Linked DNA regions of Mus musculus: region 2 is linked to region 1. A link is a contact called in public promoter capture Hi-C data. All regions are on one chromosome and are shown on one strand. The core of a region is the stretch at or near the end of the contact, and the rest is flanking DNA. Distances in the headings are between cores, read along the strand shown. Region 1 holds the start of Capn1 (calpain 1). Region 2 holds the start of Ovol1 (ovo like zinc finger 1).

Region 1 (6,561 bases), core at 1,459-3,958:
AACCAGTTATCTCTTCATTTTGTCTTTTTTCTTCCTATCTTTTCCAGAAAGTCTAAGGTTCAGAATCATTCAAGACACCACTTTCTCAAGATGGTCTTTAAGAAGGCTCAGTGGGTAAAAGTGCTTGATGCCAAACTCGGCAACCCGAGTTCGATTCCTGGAACACACATGGTAGAAAGAGAGAACAGAAACATGGACACTAACGTGACTTATACATGCCCCTTGTTTCAAAAAAAAAAGAAAAGAAAAGAAAAAAAAGTGAATCGGTCTGGAGGGCATTGCCTGAGGACCAGTTTGTTTCTGCAGCTTAAAAGTAGACTCCATATTCCACCTTTCATGCTGAGGCTGGCACTACCCTCAATGATCATCTCGTCAAGTTCATTTCCTGGTGTGACAATGAATATGGGGACAGAACCAAGGTGGTGGCACTTAGGGTCCACATGGCTTCCAAAGAGTAAGGGCCTCTGGGCCACCAGGTCAAGCGGGATCAGGAGAGGAAGAGAGGGATTTCTTTGTTGGGGGTGTCCTTGCCCCTACTCAGCACCCCAACACACAGAACATCCCCTCCTTATAGTACTGCACCATAGGTCAGCAACAATGTTCAGGTCCCTCCAAAAGGGACACCTGCCACCTTTTTGACTTGAGCCATCCTTTTCTGTCCCTGGATTTTAAATATTTATTTATTTATTTATTTATTTTGGTTTTTCAAGACAGGGTTTCTCTGTGTAGCCCCCTTTGCAGTCCTGGAACTCTCTCTGTAGACCAGGCTGGCTTCAAATTCACAGAGATCAGTCTGTCTCTGCCTCCAGAGTACTGCCATTAAAGGCCTGTGCCACCACTGTCCTGCTACAACATTCTTTGATCGGGCTGCCCATGTCTCTTGACCCCTTCAGCCCACCCTTATTTAACCTCCTTTGCTTGTACAATTCTGAGCCACCTCCAATAGAATGACATCTAAACTAGCAGGGCTTAGTGGTAAATTCTGTAATCACAGCAGTTGAGAGGTGGCGGCAGGAGGATCCGGAGCTGAAGGCCAGTCTCAGCTACATACAGTTCAAAGTCGGCCTAGGCTACGTGAGACCTTATGTCAGGGAGGGAAGAGCTGGCGAAATAGCTTGGCAGTTCTAGAGGGCTTGCTGCTCCTCTAGAGGTGCTGGGTTCAGTTCGCAGCCTTCACATCAGGCAGCTCTTTGATTGCCTGTAACTCCAGCTTGTGAGGGTCTGAAACCCTCTTCTGCCCTCTTGTGCTTACTTGCATGCATGTGCACACATAAATAAAACAACAAAAATCTGAACCCCTGAATCTGCCTAACCCTGCCACTCTCCCCTCTTTTCTCCCCGGAGTAAGCAACACCCGCTACACCTCATGTCCTCTACCTGCCTAGGCTTTCTTCAGGCACCACCCTACCTCTCCCCCGCCCCCGGCCACGCGCATCTCCCCACCCTTGCCAAAGTTCCTGCCTTTACTGACACCTGCATTAGATGAGGCTTCAGTCGGGGAAAGTGTGTGGACCAACCCTTCCTCTCCATTAACCATGAAGGCAGAGGCGTCTTCATCAGCTCATGCCCAGCTGAGCATAACGCCCAGGTGCGAAAGTTAGACGCAGTCAGCTCTTAACTTTTGGAGTGTCGAGGTGCCTAGAATCCCAAGAAAAGCACCATCTATTCAATGAATGCTTGTCCATCTTATGTAGCTTGATCGGCCATGCTGTGACCTCTATAACTGTGAAGAGCCTTGGGACCGCTCCAATCCCTCTGCATCCTTGATGCTCCAAACTCTTGTAGTGCGCCCAGGGGGATCTGCAGGTCCTGTGTGAGCCTGCCCTGGTGTTCCGGGCCTCTGCTGCCCTCTCCCGGGTCAGGTAACCCCCACAAGGGAGCTGATCCCAGGTGCGCAGACCAATTACTTGAAAGAGAAGGCCAGAATGCTACACAAAGATTGGCTAAGGCCATTGTCCCTCTTTTTTTTCTGCACGGTTGGGGAAATCGAGGCACGGATTTACCTAAGGCCATGCAGGGTGTGCGCAAAGACCGCTAGGGCGGAGTGCTAGCTCTGCAGGCCTGCGCCCTAAGGTGAGGGGGTGGGGAGCTGGCTCAGCCCTACAGCGGGTCTGCGGCAGGGACCGGCCGGGGTGGGGCTACCGTTTGTCTAGCGTCCGGCAGAAGTCAGCTCTCATCCAGCCAGGGGCAGCTCCAGCAAGCAGTTGCAGCCACCAGAGGTAATCCCTGCTTCGCCGAGCGCCGGCTGGGCTGGAAGACAGCTGCAACCCAGAGGCACGCGGGGGCGCAGGAGGCGGGTGGAGGACTGTGTTGGCGGCGTCACTGAGCCGGATCGTCCCCAGTACCTTCCCGGAGGGCGACATAGGGTGGGGCCGGCGGCTCTGCAACTCGAGCTGCGGCCCTAGTTAAAAATACCCCTTGCCCTACCCTCTCTCTGGCCGGCGGTGCCCTTCTGTCCCAGTCCAACCCTTCTCACCCGGACCGGCGACCGGCTCCTCCCGGGAGACAACTCTGCCATTTACCAATTTGTCCTCTCGCAGAGCTGGCTTAGAGTCTGCAGAGGAAGGGGGCGGGGGGAGGGGACTGAAAGACACCCTAAGTAAGAGATAGTAAAAAAGTGTTGCGGGGGAGATAAGGGAGAGCCTAGAGGGAGCGGGGTAAGAGCCTCGGGCGTAGGTGGAGGACCAGGGAGGGAGGGACCAGGGCCGAGGGGCGGTGGAGGAGGGCGGGGAGGAGGGCAGGGAGGAGGGCAGGGAGGAGCGCTCTTCCTGGTTGGGCCCTGCCCTGAGCTGCCACCAAGGAAGCCAGCCCCAGGGACCGCAGCAATCTCCCAAACTCCCCTTCCCCAGGTAAGAAGTTGGGTGTCCAGACTACGACTGTTTGACCCAGGCCACTGCTTCTGGGGTTAGGGGGCTGTCGCTGATCAGCCCCTGCTTCAGGTCTTCTGTGTGTTTGCCTGAGGGTTAAGGGTCCGGAAGCAGCTCAACCCAGGCGCTCAGCTCAACCTGTCCGCTGTAGCTGGGCCAGTGTCCAGTGCTCTGATGTTCAGCTTGTGGAAAGGCATCAGTGCGTGGAGTTTTCAGTTCCTAAGCCGAGGAAAGGGGCAAATGAACTAGATGCTTGGCAGCTTTGTGGAGGGGAAGTTACAGGCAGGCAAATGGTGTCAGGGATCGTACCTGGAGTACCTCTGCTCTGCTGCTGTGGCTGGCCTCCACCCTATCCTACCTGCCTGGATGGCTGATACCAAACTGTCACCTCTGGGCGGTAAGAATAGGGAAAAGAGAGGTGGTGACCAGGATACCTAGAAACTGGACACCCCTTTCCAGATTCTGAGAGCCTAACAACAAGGTGGCTGAGAGTCCCAGGCACTGTAAAGGGAGCAGTGACCCATGTTTGGGGAGGAATGAGTCCAGGAGAATGTCGGCAGGCAGTTGTGTTTTATCCCTGGGAAGGCCTGCATCTCTACCAGGCCCATGTGTTCCCCAGGATGACAGAGGAGTTAATCACCCCTGTGTACTGCACCGGGGTGTCAGCCCAAGTACAGAAGAAGCGGGACAAGGAGCTGGGCTTGGGCCGCCATGAAAACGCCATCAAGTACCTGGGCCAGGATTATGAAACGCTTCGGGCAAGATGCCTGCAGAGTGGGGTCCTCTTCCAAGACGAGGCCTTCCCTCCGGTTTCTCATAGCCTGGGCTTCAAGGAACTGGGTCCTCATTCCTCTAAAACCTATGGCATCAAATGGAAGCGGCCTACGGTAAGAGGGCCACTCTGGGTGGAACTTGGTTCTGATGGTGGTGGGCAATGGGACTGGGCCCCCCCATTATTCGTGGTGTCTGGGTACCAGTTTCTAGGAGGGACTGGCCCAGGAACATGACCGTGGGTCTTGTAGGAACTGATGTCAAACCCCCAGTTCATCGTGGATGGAGCCACCCGGACAGACATCTGCCAGGGAGCACTGGGTAGGCCCCCAGGGGTGGGGTTCTGGGCGTTTGCCCCATTGTAGTTCTCCGTTCCCGTTCCATTGGGCACTGCCCCAACTCCTCCCTCCTGCAGGTCCAGACAGGTTTTGACTATCAGCATAGGTGCTGGTTCGCCCAGATTCCTGGGTCTTTTCTGTAAGCGGAGGGGAGATGAAGGGTACCCCACCCAGGGAATCCCTGGTGGCCCCCGGCATCCCACATACACAGCACCTCCCTCCCCTGGGCAGATCCGGAAAGCAAGCCTGATGAGGGTCTTTCCTATTCCAGGGGACTGTTGGCTCCTGGCTGCCATTGCCTCCCTCACCCTCAACGAGACTATTCTGCACCGAGTGGTTCCCTACGGCCAGAGCTTTCAGGATGGCTACGCTGGCATCTTTCATTTCCAGGTGAAGGTCCCTGCACCCTCCCTGGGCCAGAGGAATAGCTGACTTTAGGGAGATGGGAAAGGATGGCCCACAGCACTGTGAAGCTGAGATGGCCGGGGCCATGCCCTTCGAGGGCAGCCCTCCCTCTGGAAGGTATTTGGCCTCTCTGTGCCACCTCTGGTCAGTCATGTGTGAATGGTCAAGCAGGTATTTTCAGCTTGCAGCTCTCCTAGGTAAGGTTGTGCTTAGCAGAGAAAGTGTGGAAGAAGTGCTTTGGCTTTTTGCCCCAGCCTCAGTTTCCCCATCTTCACCTGTCAGTTCACCCTTTTCCCAGTTTCCCAGACTTGGCAAACCTGACAGAGTGTAGAGGAAAAGACAGACATGGCGTTTAAACACCATTCCCTGATGTTTCTGACAGGGCCCACGTTTCAAGTTACATTAGTGAATTCTCCAGGAGCTAGTGTTGAGAGTCACACCCCAAAAGTCTTGGTTGAGGCCTTTTCTACCATGATGATCCCAGTCATGCCTGAAGGGGGTCTCTGTGTTCCTTCCTTCTGCCTAATTTGGTCCCACTACCTCACTCTGCCCACGCCAGAAGAAATGGCAGCTATTATTCTATGCTGAGTGCCCCAACCAAGACAGCTCTGTCACCCTTTTCCCTACCCCCTTTCCTCAAATCTCCAATCTACTCCTCTTCCAGCTTCTATTTGGCACAGTCAGTGCCGCTTCCCAAATCCTTCAGTGATCCTCTTACCTCATCATTCTGGGCTTCTCCCTGCAACAATTTTTGGTGTTTTCCGAAGCTTCTGTCCCTAGGCAGCCTAGGCCTGCATCCCTGGAGCAAATCTGGTGCATTTGGAACCAGCCTGCCCATCTGTGGTTGAGGGTCTGGGCACAACATTGTCTTTCCACATCTCCCACTTACTTCTATACTCAGGCTTAAAATAAGGAAGCAAGGGGCTGTGAAGCTGAGATGGCCGGGGCTACGCCCTGTGCGGACAGCCCTCCCTCCGGAAGGTATTTGGCCCCTCTGTGCTAAGAGCACTAGAAGCTCTTTCAGGGTTCCTGAGTTCAATTTCAGCAACCTCGTGGTGCCTCACAACCAACTATAATGTGGTCTGATGCTCTCTTCTGTTGTACAGACTTAACAGAAAGACTCATATATAGCCGGGCGTGGTGGCTCATGCCTTTAATCCCAGCACTCGGGAGGCAGAGGCAGGCGGATTTCTGAGTTCGAGGTGGGCCTGGTCTACAGAGTGAGTTCCAGGACAGCCAGGGCTACACAGAGAAACCCTGTCTCAAAAACCAAAACAAACAAACAAACAAACAAACAAACAAAAAAGACTTATATACATAAATTAAAAAAAAATAGGAAGGCAAGTAAGAGGGGCAGGACCTAGGGTTGCTTTGAGGAGGAACATGGACTGGAGGCCTTCTTGCCCTTGCCCTCTCCCATATCTGAAGGCGAGCCTTGTTCTGACTTGTTCATCTAAAAATTCTAATTCCATTTATTTATAACGTGTGTGCGCGTGTGCGTGTGTTGATGGGGATTAACAGTGTGTCTGTGTAAAGGGCAGAGGATGACTTGTAGGGCCAGCTCTTCCCTTCCATCCTGTGGATCCGAGGACTGCACTCTAGTTCTGAGGCTTAGAGGCTAACAGCTAGACCCCCAGGCACCCCCAGAACCACTGACACGGTCCAGATCTGGTTTTGTGGTATTGTTTTGTTTTTCAGACATAGTCTTACTGGCTGTCCTGGAACTTCCTGTGTAGATCAGGTTTTCTTTGAACTCATAGAGATTACCTCCTGAGTGCTGAGACACCTTTAGGTGTCTATAGTTGTGGTGCCCTGGGCTGAGTGACTGTACACTCTAGAAGACAAGAGGCATGCCTGTAAGAATGTGTGTGTGCGCGATACGTGTGTGTGTGTGTGTGTGTGTGTGTGTGTGTGTGTGTTACACATGTACCCAGCATACAGATCGAGACTCGTGCATTTAGTAAGTCCAGCTGAAGCTGGAGAGGAGGCCTGGGACCCAGGGCAGGGGCTAACTTTGTCCCTTTCCCACAGCTGTGGCAGTTTGGGGACCAGGCCCAGGGCAAGGGCTGACTTTGTCCCTCCCACAGCTGTGGCAGTTTGGGGACCAGGCCCAGGGCAGGGGCTGACTTTGTCCCTCCCACAGCTGTGGCAGTTCGGGGAGTGGGTCGACGTGGTCATAG
Region 2 (6,561 bases), core at 2,824-5,323, 450 kb after region 1:
GGAAACTGAGGCCCCAAGAGGGTAGGTGACTTGGCCAAGATCCACAGGCACAAACTCTTTTCTGTGTCTTCTTAGCATGTTCCTCCCATGATCCCTTGTGCTTTAAAACTCCAGGTTCACAACCCCTTCCCTGTTGCCATCCTATCCTGGCTTCTCCTAAGGACTTCCGTGAGAACAGGAAGTCTAACTCTAAACACTTTCCAGTGCCTGTCCTAACTCCCCGGGCTCCTTGGGATGAGAACTGAGCACCAGTTTGGAAAGCATGCAGGGGGCACACTGGTCCTTGCCTGCTGTGGCTCCTCTTCCCTTCAGCCTCCTGTCTTCCACACCAGCAGGTGATGTCAATCGAGACACAAGACTCATAGCTTGGTTTTCTCTGTGACTCAACCCGCCATCTCTTACATGGACCATCAAAGTAGCTCCAACACAACCTTGGTCTCTTTACGGCCACTTCCCTGCCCCTGCTCCAGTCTGCACATCACAGGTCACAACATGGCCCCCAGCCTTCAGCTTCCCTCCCTCTCAGCATCCAGCCACCATGGCTGCTGGGAGCTTTGGGCGCACTCTAGATTGGTTCTCTATCATGAGCCTTGGCCCCAGCTTTTCCTTCCACTTATGCTCTTTGTCCAGCTGCCTCCACCTCCCATCCAGACTTCAGCAAGCCCACCTGCCATCCGTCACCCTAGTTAATCCATCTTTAGAGCAGTAAAATCCCCAGAACTAGAGCGTAGTAGACACTCAAGAAATACCTGGGAGATGAGCTAAGAGAGGAGTGAGTGGTGTTTAGCAAATGGAGACACAGCAGGAGTGTCTCAATGCTCACACCTTGTCTATCTCCAGGGTGCCAATGATCTAGAGCGCGATGTCTCTCTCTCTCTCTCTCTCTCTCTCTCTCTCTCTCTCTCACACACACACACACACACACATATACACAAATGTGCACACGCACACACGTAGGAGTGTGTTGCTAGCATACGGCTCAATGGGAAATTGTTTGCTGAGCAAGCATGGGGACCTGAGTTCAGATCCTGGCACCCATGTGCACCCATAACCCTGTGCCACAGGATGGAGACAGGGAGAGCTCTATCTCTGGCGATCATTGCTCAGCCAGTGTAGCTAAAACTGTGAGTTCTAGGCCTAGTGAGACCCTATCTTTTTCTTTTCTTGCTTTTTTTTTCCTTTCTTTTCTTTTTTGAGACAGGGTCTCACTATATATAGACCAGGCTGGCCTTGAACTCACAGAGCTACACCTGCCTCTGCCTCCCAAGTGCTGGGATTAAAGGCGTGAGCCACTCCCATCCCGACCCCTGACAGAGCAACACTGTCTTAAAAAACCTTAGGTGTAATAGCTGTAGAATTGCCTCACCAGTCAGAGCTCTTGCTGCTAGCACGTCAGGAGGACCTGAGGTTAATTCCCAGCGCTCACATGGCTGCTCACCCCATCTATGACTCCAATGCCACTGGATTTGATGTCCACTTCTGGTCTCCTCAAGGACCAGGAACACATGTGATACACAGACATGTATGCAGGCAAAATGCTCACACATACAAAATAAATAACAATGTAATGACGATTCATCCCATGAACATGGATCTCACTGGAGCCGCAGCAACAGCCAGCCAGCCAGCCCAGGCCGAGCGCCCTCGCTCCTGGACCTTGCTCAGCTCACTATGACTCTCTGGACCTGTAGAGTCACTGGACTGACTGGGCTGGCGTCGCCCATTTCAGTTCCCACCTGACTTTCTGGACATTCAACTTGCTCTCTGATTAAAAAAAAAAAAAAAAAAAAGGCTGGCTTTGTGTTCACGGATGCCGGTGAAGGCTTCACAGTAGACTCTGGGCACTCTCCTGCCATGAGGCGGCACATGAAGAAGCTCAAGAAGTACTATGTAAACCCACCAGGCTGCCTTTAATCTCTGCACTTGGGAGGCTGAGGCAGGTAGATCTCTGTGAGTTCAAGGCCAGCCTGGTCTACAGAGCTAATTTCAGGGCAGCCAGGGCTACTCAGAGGAAAGCCTGTCTAAAAAAAAAAAAAAAAAAAAAAAGCCAAGTTCAGCTGCGTCCCAATCAGTGCTGATGTCCCCGGATTTATTGCTAAAGATAAGCATACAGTAGGTGCTCAACTAATGTTAGTTACCGAGCAAGGTCCAAATCAGAGTGAAAGGGGGTACAGAAGTGTGGGCTATGACAGACGGCTCTCTGGGGACAGCAAGGGGAAGTGGCAAATCTTAATGGCTCAGAAGAGTCCTGTCACCTTCCCAGGAAACCCGGGAGGTGGGTGGGGGGGTGATAGGATCCTCCAGGAACAGACTTAAGGCCCTTGATCAAACTCAGTCTACTTCCTGCTCAGTGAGGAGGGGGCTAGTGTCTCTGCAGGGCTGCCCCAAGCTGTACTTTCTCCTCATCCACCCCAGGGAGTTCACAAAAATATGGGGAAATATATGGGGTCTCTACAAGTCCTCCCACGTTTGAAATGTCCTCTGCAAGTGACTGCCTCAGAGACCATATTAAGGACTTCCCTCTCAACTACTGTGCGTGTGTGTGTGTGTGTGTGTGTGTGTGCCAGCACGCACCAGTTCCATACTGTGCCATGGGTCAGAGAGCACCTGAGGGATCAGCTTTCTCCCTCCACTCTGTGGGTCCTGGGAGCTGGACACAGGTCTCCCCACTTACTGGCAAGTACCTTGTGACTCACATGGACAGCCTTTCTTTTAGTTCTTTTGTTTTGCTTGAGACAGGATTTCACTATGAAACATAGATTGGTTTCTAACTCAGTTTCCCTACCTCAGCTTCCCACAAGCTGGGATCACAAGCATGAACCGTATCCACCTGTGACTCCTGACTTTTGAACTGTGTGAATTAATTTATCAGACTAATTTCCTCACAGTCTGTTCCGGCAAACATTTAACACTATGTGAGACAGGTGTACTGAAGTCTGGAGTCTAAAAATGTTAGCAGCCTTTAACTGCAGGTTCCATCCCTGCCTTTAATAGGTCAGCCAGTAAAAGCAACCCAGCACGGCCAAAGTGTCATAGTGTGGCTCACACGAAGGCCACGGAACACTCTCAGTTCAATGGGGGTGGGGCATAGCTCCAACTAGGCCTGCTGAAGAGTACAGCAGGGTGGAGGGGGAGCTGCTTGCTGATCTCCCACCCAGGGAGGACACTGGTTGCAACAGGCAAGAGGACTGTGTCAGATCTCACTCAGCTGGAGTCATTATCCCAGAGCCTCTTCCAGGTTTTCAGAATCTGAAATCCGGCTGTTTATGACCAGGAGAGTTTGGGCGAATACACCCGCCCATATGCCAAGGTGCTGGCCTGGGTTAGGTTGGACTCAGGGCAGTTTAATCGCCCTCGAAACCAGAAGGCAGGCTCCAGCTTTGGATTCACAGGCGCATCCGAGCCTCCCGGTCCACGCGCACCTCTCGTCTCGCGTGCCTTTCCGCAGGAACCCGGTGCCCAGCAAATACCTCTCCGCTGAACCAAGAATTGCTCACCCTGGCCTTGGGGATCCCTGGCCGCTGGGTTCGGGCCCGGACCGCCGGTTCCCGCTCCGCGGCTTTGTGCCTCTCCCGGCGCCCCGGGCGCGCCAGGCTGGGCCCGGACCTGTTGGGCCAGTTTTATGTCATCGCCCACAGAGCGTGCGAGCGCCGGTGCAAATAACGTTGCCCTCCCCTCCCTTTCCGTGCCCGCTCCCTCCGAAACTCTAGTTTGCAAACGTGAGCACGCTGGGCAGGGGAGGTCCGGGGCGGGCCGGGTGCTTCTGGGTGTGGGGACCGGAGCACGCCCCCTAACCCTGCCCCCGTCGTGCCACCCCGCCCGGGCCGCGAGGCCACCTCACCCGCAGCGGAATGGAAACCGGTTCGACAGGTAACAAATAGGTGGGTTGTCACCGTTATTTCCCAACGCATGCGCCATCGCTCTCTCGGCCACTCCAAGCTAATTAGATCAGATCAACACCCCTACCCCACCCCCGCCCGAGCCACCAACACACACCGCCGCGAGCCAATAAAGCGTGAACCCGTCCGTCCAGCTCGCACTTGAAGACTTCGCGAGCAGCCGCGGGGACGCCAGTCGAGCTAAAGGACGCTGGCTTAGCGCTTCTGCGATCCCGGTGCACCTGGCTGCACCCTCTCTGTGGACACCGGCGACCTTCGGCGTAGTTGGAAACGCCACGCGTGGTCCCTGGTACACTCTGTCCTAAGAACGTGGACACGCCTCGGCGACTCTTTCCTTGAACTGTCCCTATTCCCGCGCCTCAACCCCGATCCGGTGGAAGAAAAGGTGGGACGACCACACGAACTCGACTTACCAGAGCGAACCGCGCCGGGCCAGGAGGAACTGAAGATGCCTCGCGCGTTCCTGGTGAAGAAGCCATGCGTCTCCACGTGCAAGAGGAACTGGAGCGAGCTCCCGGACGAAGAGCGCGGCGAGATCTACGTGCCAGGTGAGGCGCCTCGGGCTCCCGGCGCCGGGAGGGCGGGGCGCACGGACCAGCGGTCGGCGCCGGTCAGTCGAGCGTGGGGACGCAGATTCTCGTCGCGATTCGACCCCCGGCGCTGAAGGAGCGTGGGTGGGGGAAGGGGACTCCAAACCGAGGCTTTGCCGCTCTCAGGCCCGGGATCTCCTGCCCGCGCCGCGCTACAGGGGACGCAGTGGGGTGTGTCACCGCTCAGGCGACCTCCGGCTCTCGTGTCGTAAATCCAGAAAACCCGGGCTTTCATGAGGCAGGAGAGGAGCACTGGAGCGATGCCACTTTGGAGGGGAGGGCCAGGGAATGGAAAGGAGCAGAGCTGGAGTTTCCGCTGAAACTTGGGCTACATTGTAAGAGAAAACTTGGCCCCATAACTTTGGTGGTATTGAAATGAGGGTCCAGATTCAGGACCACCGAATTTCCCTGGACTCCTGCCTGACGGTCCAGGAGCTGCTGGGAAATAAACCCAATGTACCTTGCTTGCCTTTGAGACAGTCCCACCTCGGTTCAGCTCGTGGAGGACACTAAGCAAAAGATGGTTCTTAGAGCCGTAAGGTACTCCAGGAAGCCAGTGTACCTAGTTTATTTAGGGAGGACGCCTTGACAGCCTGCACGTCAACTTAGAATTGAGTTGCTAGAATTGTCTCTTCTTCCAGCTGCATCTTCCTCTGAGACCCTAGAAAACTTCTGCCCCCTCTCTCCCAATACAAAACTCCCCTCCCCTATCTTGGGGGGTGGGGCAGGAGCCTACTGCCCTGCGCCTCCAAGGGGGGAGGGGGAGGCGGTAATTAACCAACCGACTTTGACCCTTGATCTGCAGGTTCCCTGGCTCCACCCAGGCTTTTAAGAAAGCAGGGGAAATGAGGGTGGTGAGTGAGGGGCCCTGTGCGGGTTCTTGCCTCAATTTCCCTCTTGGAAAGCTGTCTTGGGCGTAATGGTGTTTTGTGTCAGACCGTCCAGGATCCGATGGCTGGTAGGATGTTTTATAAGTGAACCTTACTAAGGAGCTGTATGGCTACTCTGAAGGCTGCTTAAAGGAGGGAATGGGCCAGAAGGCCCTAGAATCTCCAATGTGGAGGAGCAGGAGGTAAAAGCCCTGAGGTGTGGGCTTGGGATTTTGTGATTTCTGCCTGGCTGTATGTTCTGGCCGGTGCGCCACCTCCAGAAGGGCTGCTGAGGGACACAGCCCGTTGGTTCCTCGCTCCGGCCTCCTCCCCATCCCGTGTTTGGCGTGCTGCTTAGGTGCTCCTTGGGATCTGATAACCTGAACTTGGACTGTGCTAAAGGTGAGCTTGTGTTAAGCCAGGCTCAGAGTGCTGTTGTTTTTAGTTTTACTTCCCATCCCAGTCAGTAACAGACCGTCCACTGACTTTCAGCTAGTTCAAATTATTAAGACTTCCTTGGGTTCTAGAAATTCCCCCTGCCCCCCTGAACAGATCCGAGGGACATGAAGACCAGAGACCTGGTCCCATGGCCTGTCCCATTAGGTGGATAGTCAGTGCCACCTACGACTGCTGTCCTAAGGAGGTGCTTCCCTCTCTCAGGACTGCCCAGGGCGGAAAATAAGCTCTTGTAAGAACCCCCTCATCGCTGAGTTGAAAGAGACTTGTGGGTAGGAGCGGCAGGGCTTAATTTTCCTTCCTGTGTCAGGTGGTCCCAGGAGCTACAGTTTTCCCCACAGTTTTGGAAATAAAAAGGGGAATGGAGCTGTTCTATGCTTGGATGCCTCAGACGGCCGGAGTGCAGGGGGTGTGTTCTGTCTCCCGGCTGAGCCATTCCACCAGCAGCCAACCATGGTCCCAGGAGCTGGCTGGGCACGTTTACCCTACCTCACACAGCATGCTTTGACCAGCTAAGCAATGACCCCGTTCCCAGTGGGAGGGCTGGGAGTATGGGAGTCTGTGAGTTCTGACCTCCCCTCCAGAGTTTACTACATACTGAGGATGCTGGGCTGCTGGGCCTGACCTGGGAGATACCCCTCACCATCCCTTCACGATCCTTCCCACAAGCTTCCAGAGTCATCTCCCAGGACAGTCATGGCCATTCCTTCAGCTCTGGGGAGAGCTGGTAGCCCGCACCAGAAGGCA

The links. Promoter capture Hi-C pulls out the DNA fragments that hold promoters and counts their contacts.
Region 2: a contact with region 1 is called in a promoter capture Hi-C map of the SN4741 cell line, with 4 times the contacts expected there. A contact is called at or near these places in 3 of 39 promoter capture datasets (the SN4741 cell line, erythroid cells and liver) and 2 of 9 other capture datasets (adipose tissue and liver).

What each region holds. Positions count from the first base shown.
Region 1 is chr19:6,011,394-6,017,954 of GRCm38.p6, reverse strand. It overlaps Capn1 (calpain 1), which reads left to right and starts at 2,708. Exons shown (of 22, transcript NM_007600.3): 1 at 2,708-2,849; 2 at 3,487-3,754; 3 at 3,890-3,959; 4 at 4,248-4,366; 5 at 6,525-6,561. The coding sequence starts at 3,488. Gm10814 (predicted gene 10814) reads right to left here and starts at 5,335. Exons shown (of 5, transcript NR_045783.1): 1 at 5,271-5,335; 2 at 3,599-3,726; 3 at 2,143-3,086; 4 at 1,472-1,638; 5 at 1-157.
Region 2 is chr19:5,558,087-5,564,647 of GRCm38.p6, reverse strand. Ovol1 (ovo like zinc finger 1) reads left to right here and starts at 4,073. Exons shown (of 4, transcript NM_019935.3): 1 at 4,073-4,447. The coding sequence starts at 4,348. It also overlaps a transcript of Ap5b1 not described here.